Regions from separate parts of the Pan troglodytes genome. Here regions 1, 3 and 4 are each linked to region 2. Evidence: chromatin contacts called from public HiChIP or PLAC-seq data. All regions are on one chromosome and are shown on one strand. The core of a region is the stretch at or near the end of the contact, and the rest is flanking DNA. Distances in the headings are between cores, read along the strand shown. Region 1 holds the start of RRS1 (ribosome biogenesis regulator 1 homolog). Region 2 holds the start of TRIM55 (tripartite motif containing 55). Region 3 holds the start of PDE7A (phosphodiesterase 7A). Region 4 holds the start of MYBL1 (MYB proto-oncogene like 1).

The links. HiChIP or PLAC-seq counts read pairs in DNA pulled down with a chosen protein or histone mark.
Region 1: a contact with region 2 is called in an H3K4me3 HiChIP or PLAC-seq map of stem cell-derived excitatory neurons, with 8 times the contacts expected there. The contact joins the promoter of RRS1 here to the promoter of TRIM55 in region 2. A contact is called at or near these places in 1 of 7 Hi-C or Micro-C datasets (stem cell-derived neural progenitor cells) and 1 of 1 datasets of contacts at active chromatin or transcription factors (stem cell-derived excitatory neurons).
Region 3: a contact with region 2 is called in an H3K4me3 HiChIP or PLAC-seq map of stem cell-derived excitatory neurons, with 2.8 times the contacts expected there. The contact joins the promoter of PDE7A here to the promoter of TRIM55 in region 2. A contact is called at or near these places in 1 of 7 Hi-C or Micro-C datasets (stem cell-derived neural progenitor cells) and 1 of 1 datasets of contacts at active chromatin or transcription factors (stem cell-derived excitatory neurons).
Region 4: a contact with region 2 is called in an H3K4me3 HiChIP or PLAC-seq map of stem cell-derived excitatory neurons, with 3 times the contacts expected there. The contact joins the promoter of MYBL1 here to the promoter of TRIM55 in region 2. A contact is called at or near these places in 1 of 7 Hi-C or Micro-C datasets (stem cell-derived neural progenitor cells) and 1 of 1 datasets of contacts at active chromatin or transcription factors (stem cell-derived excitatory neurons).

The regions. Positions count from the first base shown.
Region 1 is chr7:75,077,773-75,080,472 of NHGRI_mPanTro3-v2.0_pri, reverse strand. It overlaps RRS1 (ribosome biogenesis regulator 1 homolog), which reads right to left and starts at 1,447. Exons shown (of 1, transcript XM_016959530.4): 1 at 1-1,447. The coding sequence starts at 1,153. The coding sequence ends at 56.
Region 2 is chr7:74,755,133-74,757,832 of NHGRI_mPanTro3-v2.0_pri, reverse strand. TRIM55 (tripartite motif containing 55) reads right to left here and starts at 1,351. Exons shown (of 12, transcript XM_054656801.2): 1 at 1,020-1,351; 2 at 1-61. TRNAY-GUA (transfer RNA tyrosine (anticodon GUA)) reads right to left here and starts at 1,247; the gene lies at 1,155-1,247. TRNAY-GUA (transfer RNA tyrosine (anticodon GUA)) reads right to left here and starts at 627; the gene lies at 539-627. It overlaps TRNAA-AGC (transfer RNA alanine (anticodon AGC)), which reads right to left and starts at 434; the gene lies at 362-434.
Region 3 is chr7:74,486,394-74,489,093 of NHGRI_mPanTro3-v2.0_pri, reverse strand. PDE7A (phosphodiesterase 7A) reads left to right here and starts at 1,251. Exons shown (of 14, transcript XM_063816332.1): 1 at 1,251-2,700.
Region 4 is chr7:75,265,288-75,267,987 of NHGRI_mPanTro3-v2.0_pri, reverse strand. MYBL1 (MYB proto-oncogene like 1) reads left to right here and starts at 1,252. Exons shown (of 15, transcript XM_016959540.4): 1 at 1,252-1,651. The coding sequence starts at 1,632.

The DNA of each region.
Region 1 (2,700 bases), core at 198-2,697, 320 kb before region 2:
AACATTTAGTATTCATAGTCCTTGGTTTACAGACGGGTCCGACAGTTAGAAACTATTACTTCCTCCTCTTTCCTCCTGGGCGCTGTCCTCCTTTTCTCTTGCCACCCAAGCCGGGCGGCCCAGAATTCATTTTGCCTCCCAAGCCCCCTTTCCTCTTCCCTCCCTGGCTGGGCGGGCCCCCTTTCCTCTTGCCCCCAGGCCCCTGCCGGCCTCCCTTTCTCTTGCCCTTCTGGCTCATTTTCCTCCTCTTGGCGGCCTCCTCCTGGTCCTCCTCCCTCATCTGCTTATTGGTGGCCCTCGTCACATCCAGCTGAGGCTTCTTGCTGTTCATGACACGAAGCAGCTCCAACTGGTTCTTTTTCTCGGCTGCAAAGTCCCCGAAAAGGGGTTGAAACTTCCTTTTCTTGCCGGAGCCCCGGGGCGCCTTCTCCTTGGGGAGGCGCTCCTGATAGCGCCCCACAGAGGCGGTGGAGACCTTGGCCACTTGCATGGCGCGGCCCAGCTCCTCCTTACTCTGGTGTCCGGTAGGGTGCAAGCCGGCCGCGCTGGGCAGCTGCATCTTGTGCGCGCGGGCCAGGTTACGCAGCCGGTTCAGCTCGTTCTTGGCCACCCGTTCCTTCTTGGCCTGAATCCGCTTGGCGAACTGGTCCTCCAAGGGGTCGGCATTGCCGGGCACCTCAATCAGCCATTCTTTGGTGTCGTCCCGGGCGCGCTGGTAGCCCCAGCGCCGCCGCCACTGGCTACTCACCTCGTCCCACACCAGGTTGGTCTTCTTCTTGGGACGGATGCCCTTGAGGCGCGCGAACTGCTGCCAGCGTGTAAGTGGCCGCGGTCGGGGCAGAGGCTTCTCTCGCGGCAGGCGTGTGGTGGGCTCCGGCAGCCGCGCCACTATCGCCTCTTCCACGCGCTCCGTGGGCAGCTGCCACAGCTGGTTGATGAGCAGTTGCGTGTTGTCCCGCGCCAGGGCCCGTAGCTCGGCCTCCGGCGTGGGTCCGGCGCACCGCAGCCGGGTCGGGGGGTTCCGGTCCGACGCCAGCAGGTTGCCCAGGTCAAACTGCAGCTCCAGCTCCTTGTGCACCGTGATGCGTTGCAACTTCTCTGCCTCGTCCTGCTCTGCCTTTGCGAGCAGCTCCTCCACGCTCTGGCCCTCCATGGCTCCGGCTCGGCTCACTCGCTTTGGGGCTGCAGCTGAAGTTACTTTTCCTACAGTGGCGGCCCAAACTCCGGCAGCATAACCACGTGCAGATGCCGGGATGCCCAATCCGGAAAAGAAAGGTTCGCTTCCGGAGCGCCCGGAAGCGGCTCGCAATCCGGGCGACCAGAGGAAAGGCCGGCAGAGGGCGGTATGGAGAGATGATGGGATTAGAAGCGGGACCTTTAGGCTGGCGCCAGATAGAGGCGGAGCTGGCCCGAGCAGGCCGCACGGCTAGTTCCAGAGCAGGATTGGGACTACGATTCCCAGGATGCAGCGGGGCGGGAGGCGGTCTAGAGGGCGGTCCAGGGACAGCTCGGGGGGCCGCCTAGGGGGCGGTCCAGGGGGCGGTCCGGGGACAGTCTCGCAGGCGGTCTAGAGAGGGCGGTCCCGGGGGGCGGTCTTGGGCGGGGGGCAGTTCAGGGAGTGGTCTTAGGATGGTGGTCCGGGGACAGTCTTGGGGCTCAATCCGGAGGGGCGGGCCGGAGGGTTTGTCCAGGGGCGCGGTCCGGGACCGGGGCGGGTACAAATTCCTGGGACTGCCTGTGGTGTGGGGTTCCAATCAAGTGCGTGTTACAATTTCAGTGTAAATCCGTTGTGAAGATGTTTAGACAATCACCCTTCTTAGGGCCAAATAGTTTCACTGGAGTCATAATCGGCTTTCAGGGTTCCTAGTTGTGGCCCGAGAAAGATGACATCCCAAAGATACACATAGAGCTAATTGTAGAAGATTCGTTTTGTTTTGGGAGTCACTGGCAATGAAGCCACCCCGAGTGGGCGCGGGTGTGCACCGACCCTAGTGAGCTAGCTGACTTGGAGCTCCGGGATTCTGCAGTTACAGAACCTAGTCTAGTTCAATTAATCTAGTACAATGCTGAAACTAAGCCATGCTCTGCAGTTACACTGCCTGGGTTCCAATCCTGACTGTGCCACTGTTGTTCCTTCAGCAATTTTACTTGTTGAGGACATTTTAAGGCCTGCGAGATAATGATAATAATACTTCCTAGGGTGGTTATAAGATAAATGAGTTAATATCGTCCAAGGGAGGGTTAAACGAGGGCCTGGAGCGTATGAGTACTCAGTACAAATTAGCCAAATACCGATTATTATTTCATTTTCATAGGCTCTGGGAGGTAAGTGCTACATGGTGTTAAGTATGAGTCAAACGGCCTGCAATCAGGTATCAGGTCACCATTACTTGGAGAGAATGTTTGATCTAAGCCTTATTTATAAATTGACAAACATAAAACATTAGTTTCTGCTACATGGTAAGAACTCAGTATGTGTTAGCTATTAGTATTAACTATGTTATTAATTATTGTATTAACTATATTATTTTCACAGATGAAACAAGGAGGGCTCAGAGAGGTGAAATGACTTATCTAAAGTTATGCAGTTAGGGAATATAAGAACAAGAGATATCTTAACTCTGGTTTTAAGTCTGTAGATCTATTCTCTGCAATGTCGTCCAAGCTCTTGATACTCATTAAAGTGTGGTCTGCATACCA
Region 2 (2,700 bases), core at 102-2,601:
CTTGTTTTGTTTTCCCTGTGGGTCTCCCCGAACTATGGGCAGCTTAGCCTCAGATGAGTCCCTGGAAATGCAGACATCTTATCACAAATCATAAAGGATTCTGAGTGATAATACATGTGACGGCAATCTGTCGCCATTTTTGAAGCAAAAATAACCAGTTTCGTGAATTTCCCCCCAATTAAATGGGTCTAAAAATTTAAAGCTAGAAGGATAAACTGCTAGCGCCCACCACTCCTTGTCTGGGAAGTTTTAGAGTGGTAAGCTGGAGCTCGCCCTACTCTTCACTTGACTTCGTCTGACTTTTCAGCTCTAGTTCGGGCTGAGAATCGAAAGAAAAACCGTACGGGACAGGAAAGAAAACTGGAGGATGCGGGCATCGATCCCGCTACCTCTCGCATGCTAAGCGAGCGCTCTACCATTTGAGCTAATCCCCCACGGCTGGGCACGGTTTATTATCTGTTCCCCTAGAGAAGGGTCAGAACATTGCGCGCTGAAGACAGACTTTTTTGGTCCAAAGCAACAAAATAATGGGGATCTCTCCTTCGAGCCGGAATCGAACCAGCGACCTAAGGATGGCCACGGGCGCGCGCCTACAGTCCTCCGCTCTACCAGCTGAGCTATCGAAGGGAGCGGGCACACCTCCCCGGGTGCCGCCTTGTCTCCATAACATTGTGTCATTTTTAGGCTTCGTGTTTTTACTATTGTGTTCTCTCTTTCTGATTCCCAGGTTCCGGGAGCGCCAGATCCCTCTTCCCGCGGACCCCCCCACCTCCTCACGGCAGCCGTTGCGAGCCCTCGGGTCGCAGAAGCTGCCCGGGGCTCTGAGGAGAAGGTCCCCGCCTGGCCCCCTGGAGCCGGCGCTGCCTCCTGTGTGACTCGGGGCCCGGGCAATGCCAAAGACGGGTTAAGAAGACGCAGAAGTCGTGACCCGGCAGTCGCTCGGCCGAGCGCAGACCCACAGCTGCGCTGGGAACCTGCCCGGGCACGTTCCCGCAGGGCGAATCGCTAAAAAGAATTACCGTGCAGGCTGGGAGGCCCAAAATGGGGAGAAAGCGCTAGACTTTCAAACTGCTCGTTGGAATGCAATCTGTCATTGAAGGCACCCAAGGAAAGGGCCATAGTCATCGGGAGCTGGAAAAAAAACCGCACTTGTCTCCTTCGAGCCGGAATCGAACCAGCGACCTAAGGATGTCTCCTGCTGAGGAAATAGCTACAGTCCTCCGCTCTACCAGCTGAGCTATCGAAGGGACGTGTACGTATGTTGGCGTCCCCTGAAGTTCAGCACAGAAAAACCGGAGCGCTAGTCCAGGCACCCGAAGATTGCACTGAGCATGCGTAATCCGAGGAGAGCAGCGCCCCAGAGCCGGCCTGTGTGCTCTACGCGTGCGCAGAAAGACAGCACGCTCCGGCTCGCTAGCCTGACTGACCCGGGAAAGGCCCTCAAACCAGGTGTCTCGGGTCCGCGGTGCCAAGACCCTGCGATTCCACCGCCCCCCCTTGTCGTACTTTTCCTTTACCAGCCTGCGATGTCCTTTAAAGTGGTTGCCGAGTGTGTTCTCAACACACAGTAATCCAACGGCGACTGAAGGAGTTGCGTGGTAGGCCAGTGGCGCAAGGGATAACGTGTCTGACCACGCATCAGAAGATTGTAGGTCCAGCTCCTGCCTGGCTCGGCATTATTGTCACTTGAGGTTAACAAACCAGAAATCATTACCTCCTCTGGCGTCCCCAAACCGCGAATGCCAGCAGTTTGGATTTCTGCAGTGTCCGTTGCACTTTGAGCCCGGGAGGCCTTACCAGCGCCACCGGTCCAACTCCCGCGGGGTGAAGGGAAGGCCCCGAGGGTCTCGGAACGCCCCCGGCAGGCAAGCCCGGTTAGGAAGACGCCACTGAAGCCCGGGGTTCTGTAGACAGAGCTGGTTCCACCGCATCTACTAAGACATCAGAGTCACTAAGTTCCTAGAGAAAGTCCCCTCACCAACCCCCGGCTAAGCAAAGAGAGGGAAGAAGATTAAGATTACATAAAATGTCTTTTTGATCTGGTTCCTATTTTATGTTTAATTTTAACAAAGTTATTCAATCCCAGATAGGCCTATAATCCTGCTTCGTCGGCCTATTTTTGTAAGGTCATAGGGTTTATAAATTGTTAAAGGTTTGCTGCCATATTCCCACTTAGTTGTTAGCGTAGCATAAAAACCATCCAACGACCTGGGTTTTGCCCTTAGAGATCTTTTAACCAAGAAGGCATCATGTTGGTTTGGGCAAATTGAGTTTCTATTTTAATGTTATTATAGTAATATTTGTGGAAGGGAGATTGGAATTATTTCTTAAATCTCCCCTGTAAGATAGCAGTTCCCAAAAGTAAAAGCTTTAATAAAATGTAAAATTAGGGAAGATAAAATACGAAGTTAGAGAAAAGAAAAGGGCTGGATTTTTAAGTGGGAAAGCGGCTTCCTTAAGGCTGCACAAACATGAGATTATTTTTGTTTCCTGGTGAACATTTTGCCATTTTTGCATGTAACAAGCCGACGTATCTTTAAAGTTATACAGCATTTCTGAGAGTTTGAGAAAATGACCTCTGAGAGGTGGGGGAGGTGAGTTGTACCCCTCTGGCTCAAGTTTGTGGACAGAACCATGAAAATCAGGCTAAGAGAAAAGTGCCTCCTTTTAGTCCTACCTTCTCCTTATTTTACAAAGGTG
Region 3 (2,700 bases), core at 2-2,501, 270 kb after region 2:
AAAAAGAAAATAAAGTAGCAGTTACCTTCCCTGAAAAAACACAGACATTAGACGTACTAGACAAATACTTTAAAATAGCTGTCCTTAATATGCTGAAAGAGCTAAGGGAAAATATGGACAGAGAACTAAGTGGAATCAGGAAAACAATATGTAAACAAAATTAATCATTGGCAAAGAGATAGAAATTATAAACTGGAACCAAATTCTGAAGCTGAAAAATACAATAACCAAGTTGAAAAATCTATTAGAGGGGTTCTCCAGCAGACTTGAATAGGCAGAAGAAAGAATAAGTGAACTTGACTATGGGACATGTGAAATTACAAATTCTGAGAAACAGAAATAAAAAGGAGTAAAGAAAAGTGAACAGAGTTTAAGGAACATATGTGACACCATCAAGCAGACTAATGCATGCATTATGGTATTTACAGAAAGAGAAAAGGGAAAGAAGCAGAGAGATTATTAGAAGAAACAATGGCAGAACACTCCCTGAATTTACAGAAATCATGTTTAGATATCTTAGATCAGCCAAATTCAAGTATGACAAACCCAAAAAGACCCAGACCAAGACATTATCACACTGCTGAAAAAAAAAGAATTTTGAGAGCAATGAGAGAAAAGTAATTCTTTATATACATGGGATTCTCAATGAGATTATTATTTAATTTCTCAGCAGAAACCTTGGAGCCAGAAGGCATCCAAGGCATGTGGTCCCCTATAACCTGTTGAGAAAAATATTTGCAACTGATTTACAGATAGTGCTGCATTTTATGGTGCAGACAGTGGACAGCTACAACACGATGGCCCCTCTCTGTGGTGGTTCTAGAGGCGGTGAAGAGAAATACTCCCAGTCAGCAGAACTTGGAGCTGCATACCTGGTTGTTCATTTTGTCTGGAAAGGGGAATAGCTACATGTGGAGGTCTATACTGATTCATGAGCAGTATCTGACTGCTTGGATAGATGGTTTGGACCTCGGAAGGAATATGATTAGAAAACTGGTGACAAGGAGGTCTGGGGAAGGAAAACATGTTGGAAAGATTAAATGGGCACATAATGTGAAGATATTTGTGTTTCATGCGAATACTTTCTAAATATTCAAGTCGGCTATTATATTTCAACCATGTAAAAGCCTCCTTTATAAGAATTTTGCAGTTTTTGATACTTTTTTCTTAGGTACTTTTCTTTTTGTTACAGAAAGTAATGGCATTTCTTTATTTAACTTTTGCTCCCTGTGATAGTTAATTTTATGTATCAACTTGGCTAAACTGTGATGTTCAGTCATTTGGTCAAATACTAGTCTAGATGTTACTATGAAGATATTTGTGGGTGTGACTACCATTTGTAATCCATTGGTTCTAAGCAGATTACTCTCCATGGAGTGGGTGGACCTCATCCAAAGAGTTGAAAGCATTAAGAGCAAAGACTTAGGTTTCCTGAGGATGACTCAGGTCTGCATCAAGACTCCAATGTAGAAACCCTGTCTGAGTTTTCAGCCTGTGGTTCTGCTGTGCAGATTTCAGACTCAAGACTGCAATTTCAACTCTTACTTGAATTTCCAGCCTGCTGGCCTGCCCTACAGATTTCAGACTTGCCAGCCTTCACAAAACATAAGCCAATTCCTTAAAATAACTCTCTCTCCCTCTCTCTATATGTACATCCTATGGGTTGTGTTTCTCTGAACAACCTGATTAATGTGCTGTAAAGAACACTGTAAAGAGCTGAAAAACTCTGGTCTTGAGATACTGTGTGGTATGGTGGAAAACGCATGGCTCTGAAATCATAGACCAGAGTTCACTGGGACAAATGACTTATGGTCTTGTAATCTGATTCCTCATCTGTAGAATCAGGATAAAATTACCTGACTTACGTGGCTATTGCGTTGGGTAAAGTTAAACATTGTAAGTAGAATGCCTGTCATGGTTTTTGGTTCACAGGTGCACAATAGTAACCAACTATGTTGAAGGGGGTTACATTTTTTAGTTATCTACTTAGTGCTCTGAGTGTCATTAAATGATTTAATCAACCTGAGTCTCTTAGATGTTATTAAATGTAATATAGTTATTTTATTTGGCACACAGTAACATCACACCAATATCACCTCCTGGATGGTTAGATTTACACAGAATTCAAACATTATTTGAGGTTAGTTCTTGCCACTTATCTGTGTAAGGTCTAGGGCAAGCGTGTTTCCATGAGCCTATTCTCAACTCAGGTACTAATAATTACCTCATGAGGTTTTTGTGAGAAGTAAACGTGATAACGCAGGAAAACTTGCTCAGTATAATCCCAAGCATATAGTAGATGCTCAATACATCTACTAGAAGTTGTGGGAGTAATTTGGATTTCAAAGATGAGTTGGATCAGCTGTACTAAAGGGGAGCTTACATCATCTAATGAAGACAAAATCCACAAGACCACGTTGGAGGTTATAGTTCTTTTAATAGTAGAAAGCAGACAGGTAGAAAAATATCCACGTAGGAGGTATAAAGTTTTAGCAAGAGAAAAGAAACATGCCATGGGAAGATGATAAAAGGTCTACTTTTGCTCATTTACCGGATTACGTGCATTTGGTATGTGATCTCATCATCAGTGGAAGTTATGCAGTGCTTTCAAAGGCCTTCCACCTTGTCAGTGGCTAGTCATCTCAAATCAGTAGAAAGGTGGATGCCCTAAGAACTGAACCAAAGCAATAATTTTGCCAG
Region 4 (2,700 bases), core at 3-2,502, 510 kb before region 2:
AAGCTTCTCTCTTAATTCAGCTCCTCTTAATTCACTCTGCACCTGCATCTGATTTGCAAAAGATGAAGCGTAAAATTTCAAAATAGCAAGTGTTTGTTACAGTGTTAACACGTGGCTCAGTGCTCTATGCAATAGACCATGTTGCCTTGCAAATTTTCCTTAGCCAAGTGTAATTGTTACTGTAGCAAATCTACTTTAATGCTACTTGAAATGAACAGTTCGTAGTTATTAGACTGGAACCTCAAGTAGCTGCAACCGCTAGAAACTCCTCCGGTGGTTCCCCCGTCCCTGCTCTCTCCAGAGGGAAGAAGGTCACCTTCTACACTTAACTACCATGCTCATTCATCTGGACGAAATGCCCAGTCCACTGTCTTCTTCACGCGTTATTCTCCAGGACGGGGCTCCTCCGCCGCGCACGTTATTTCCTGTAGAGCGGGCACGAAATTAAGCACCTTGAGGACCAGCGGTAGACACAGATTATCTCCCGTTCCAAGCACGTCTCCCGCTAGGAACTTTTTTCACTTGTCACTCTTCTGCTGCTTTTTGAGGAAAACAGGTGATATTTGGTTTCCTGCCAGAGTCTTCGTCACTCTCGTAGCTATGATGTCTGGGTAAAAATAGCTCACATTTTTGCTTAAAAAATAACGGCCGCGCAAATTTATGGTTAGATTTGTCTCAAGTCTGAAGACCGCGCATCCTAACTAGTGAGGCGGAAGACACCTAAGGAGCCAGGAGCTGTCGCCGAGGCGAGGCTGCGGAGACGTTCCCTTGGTGGGCCGCGGGACCACCCACCCCGCCAGAAACTCGGTTCGCTCACCCTAAGAATTTTGGGGCAACTGGACTGCTCCACCGCCCGCTTCCGGACCCGCTCCGGCGCCGCTTCCGGACCCACTCCTCGGCGAGCGCAGGAACTCGCTCTCCCAGCAGGCCCCGCGCGGTGCGCCTCTCGGCGCGTTCCGGGTCCTGTGACAGCTCGGCTCGCATGCGCCACCTACGGCCCCACCCGCGGCCCCACCCCCTGGCTCCCGGCTCCTTCCCCGACTCCCGCGAGTTCCAGTCCCAGCTTCCAGCTCCCCAGCCCCGCCCTCAGCCGCGCGCGCTCTCCCCTCCCCGCCCTCGCTTCTTCGCGTGCGGCCCCCACAGCCAATGAGGTTCAGGGCCGCGTGCGCAGATTCAAACGGCGGCTCTTGAGGGAGGCTGGGCGCGAGATTCGGCGGTGCGGACAAAACCCTGCAGGAGACTGCGAGCCCTGCAGAACTGCTAGCTGCGGGGGAGAGGGCAGGGGTCGGGCGCCTGTGGCGGAGCCGGGCTGGGGCCAGGGCGGGGAGGCTGACAAGCGGCGGGAGAAGCCGGCGGAGGGCGGGATCGCGCCTCCTGACATGTTGGGGGTATCCCTGGCCGGGCCGGGCCGGGGCTAAGAGCGGCGCTGCGGGCCGGGGTCGGGGGCGGGTCGCGGTCCGCCCCCGCTGTCCGTCCGTCCTGCCCTGTCGAGGACGTGCGTTCCGCACTCGGCCGCCTCCAGAGGGAGCGAGGGAAGCGGCTAGAGGATCGGGGAGAAGGAGCATTCGCCGGAGGCTGGAGGAGGCTGACCCGCGTCCCCGCCCAGCCTGCTCCTATGCGGTACTTGAAGGATGGCGAAGAGGTCGCGCAGGTGGGTGGCACCCCTTTCGCCCAGGCCTGTCGGCGCCGTCTCAGCTCAGATTCTCTTTCCTATCCCGCTGCCTCCTCCCGCCATAAGGCCCTCCCTGGCGAGGGCAGAGGTTTTTCTTCCCGCGTCCCCGCGGCCGCTTGGCCTCGATGACCGGAGGGCAGCTGCGACGTGTGGAGAGTTGGGGACCAGGGTGTTTGAGGCGCGGGACGTAAGAGATGCCCAGGTTTCTCGGTGACTCTCCCCGTAATGCGCGTCCAGATTCCTGACCTCACGCTGCCACTTCTTCGAGGCAGGTTTCTTGCCAGGTAAGTCGAGCGCTTTTAGGGAGTCCGCTACGCAGAGAAAACTGACTGTGTCCTGCCGGGAGGACTTGAAAATGGTGTTCGGGCGACTCTTTTCTGAATGACGGTACAGTCAAAATAGGAACTCCGCGGTGAACCTGGGCGGCCACCCCTCTGCCAACTTGGCTATCTTGAAACGTTGTGGAAAATCCTCTGGGGAATAGCTGAGAGGACTTTTTTGATGTTTTCTGTAATCCTATACCCATATTCTCAGCTTTATGTATATATGTATATTTTAATATCCTCTATTGGGACCATGTCACATAGTAACAACTAGTAGTAACAACTAGTAGCTTGATCTTGAAATAAAACAATGTGTTTGATTCACTTAATATTTTGAGTGTCTGTGTTTGGCTCTGACCGTACCTAAGTGTTCCACAGAGGTAAGGCACTTTTTTCCACCTTTGCCTGGAAAATGTGCTAGGATGAATTTATGTATCTAATTTTTGTTTACATGCCATTACAGCAGCTACTCATAAATTATGTGGAGTAATTGCTTAGATAACAAAAATATAGGATGTCTTCCGATTTTCAGCATTATCAAATAAACCTGAAAAGATGTTTGGCAGGATTTCCAAATATTTATTTATCTAGATCCACAGCCCCAAAATCTTAACTAGAGATGTATTTCCTAAATTGAAATTTAGTAATGGGGGTCATTCACTGCAGAGTTCTGCTAAAAATTGGCAGTAACTATACATAATTGTT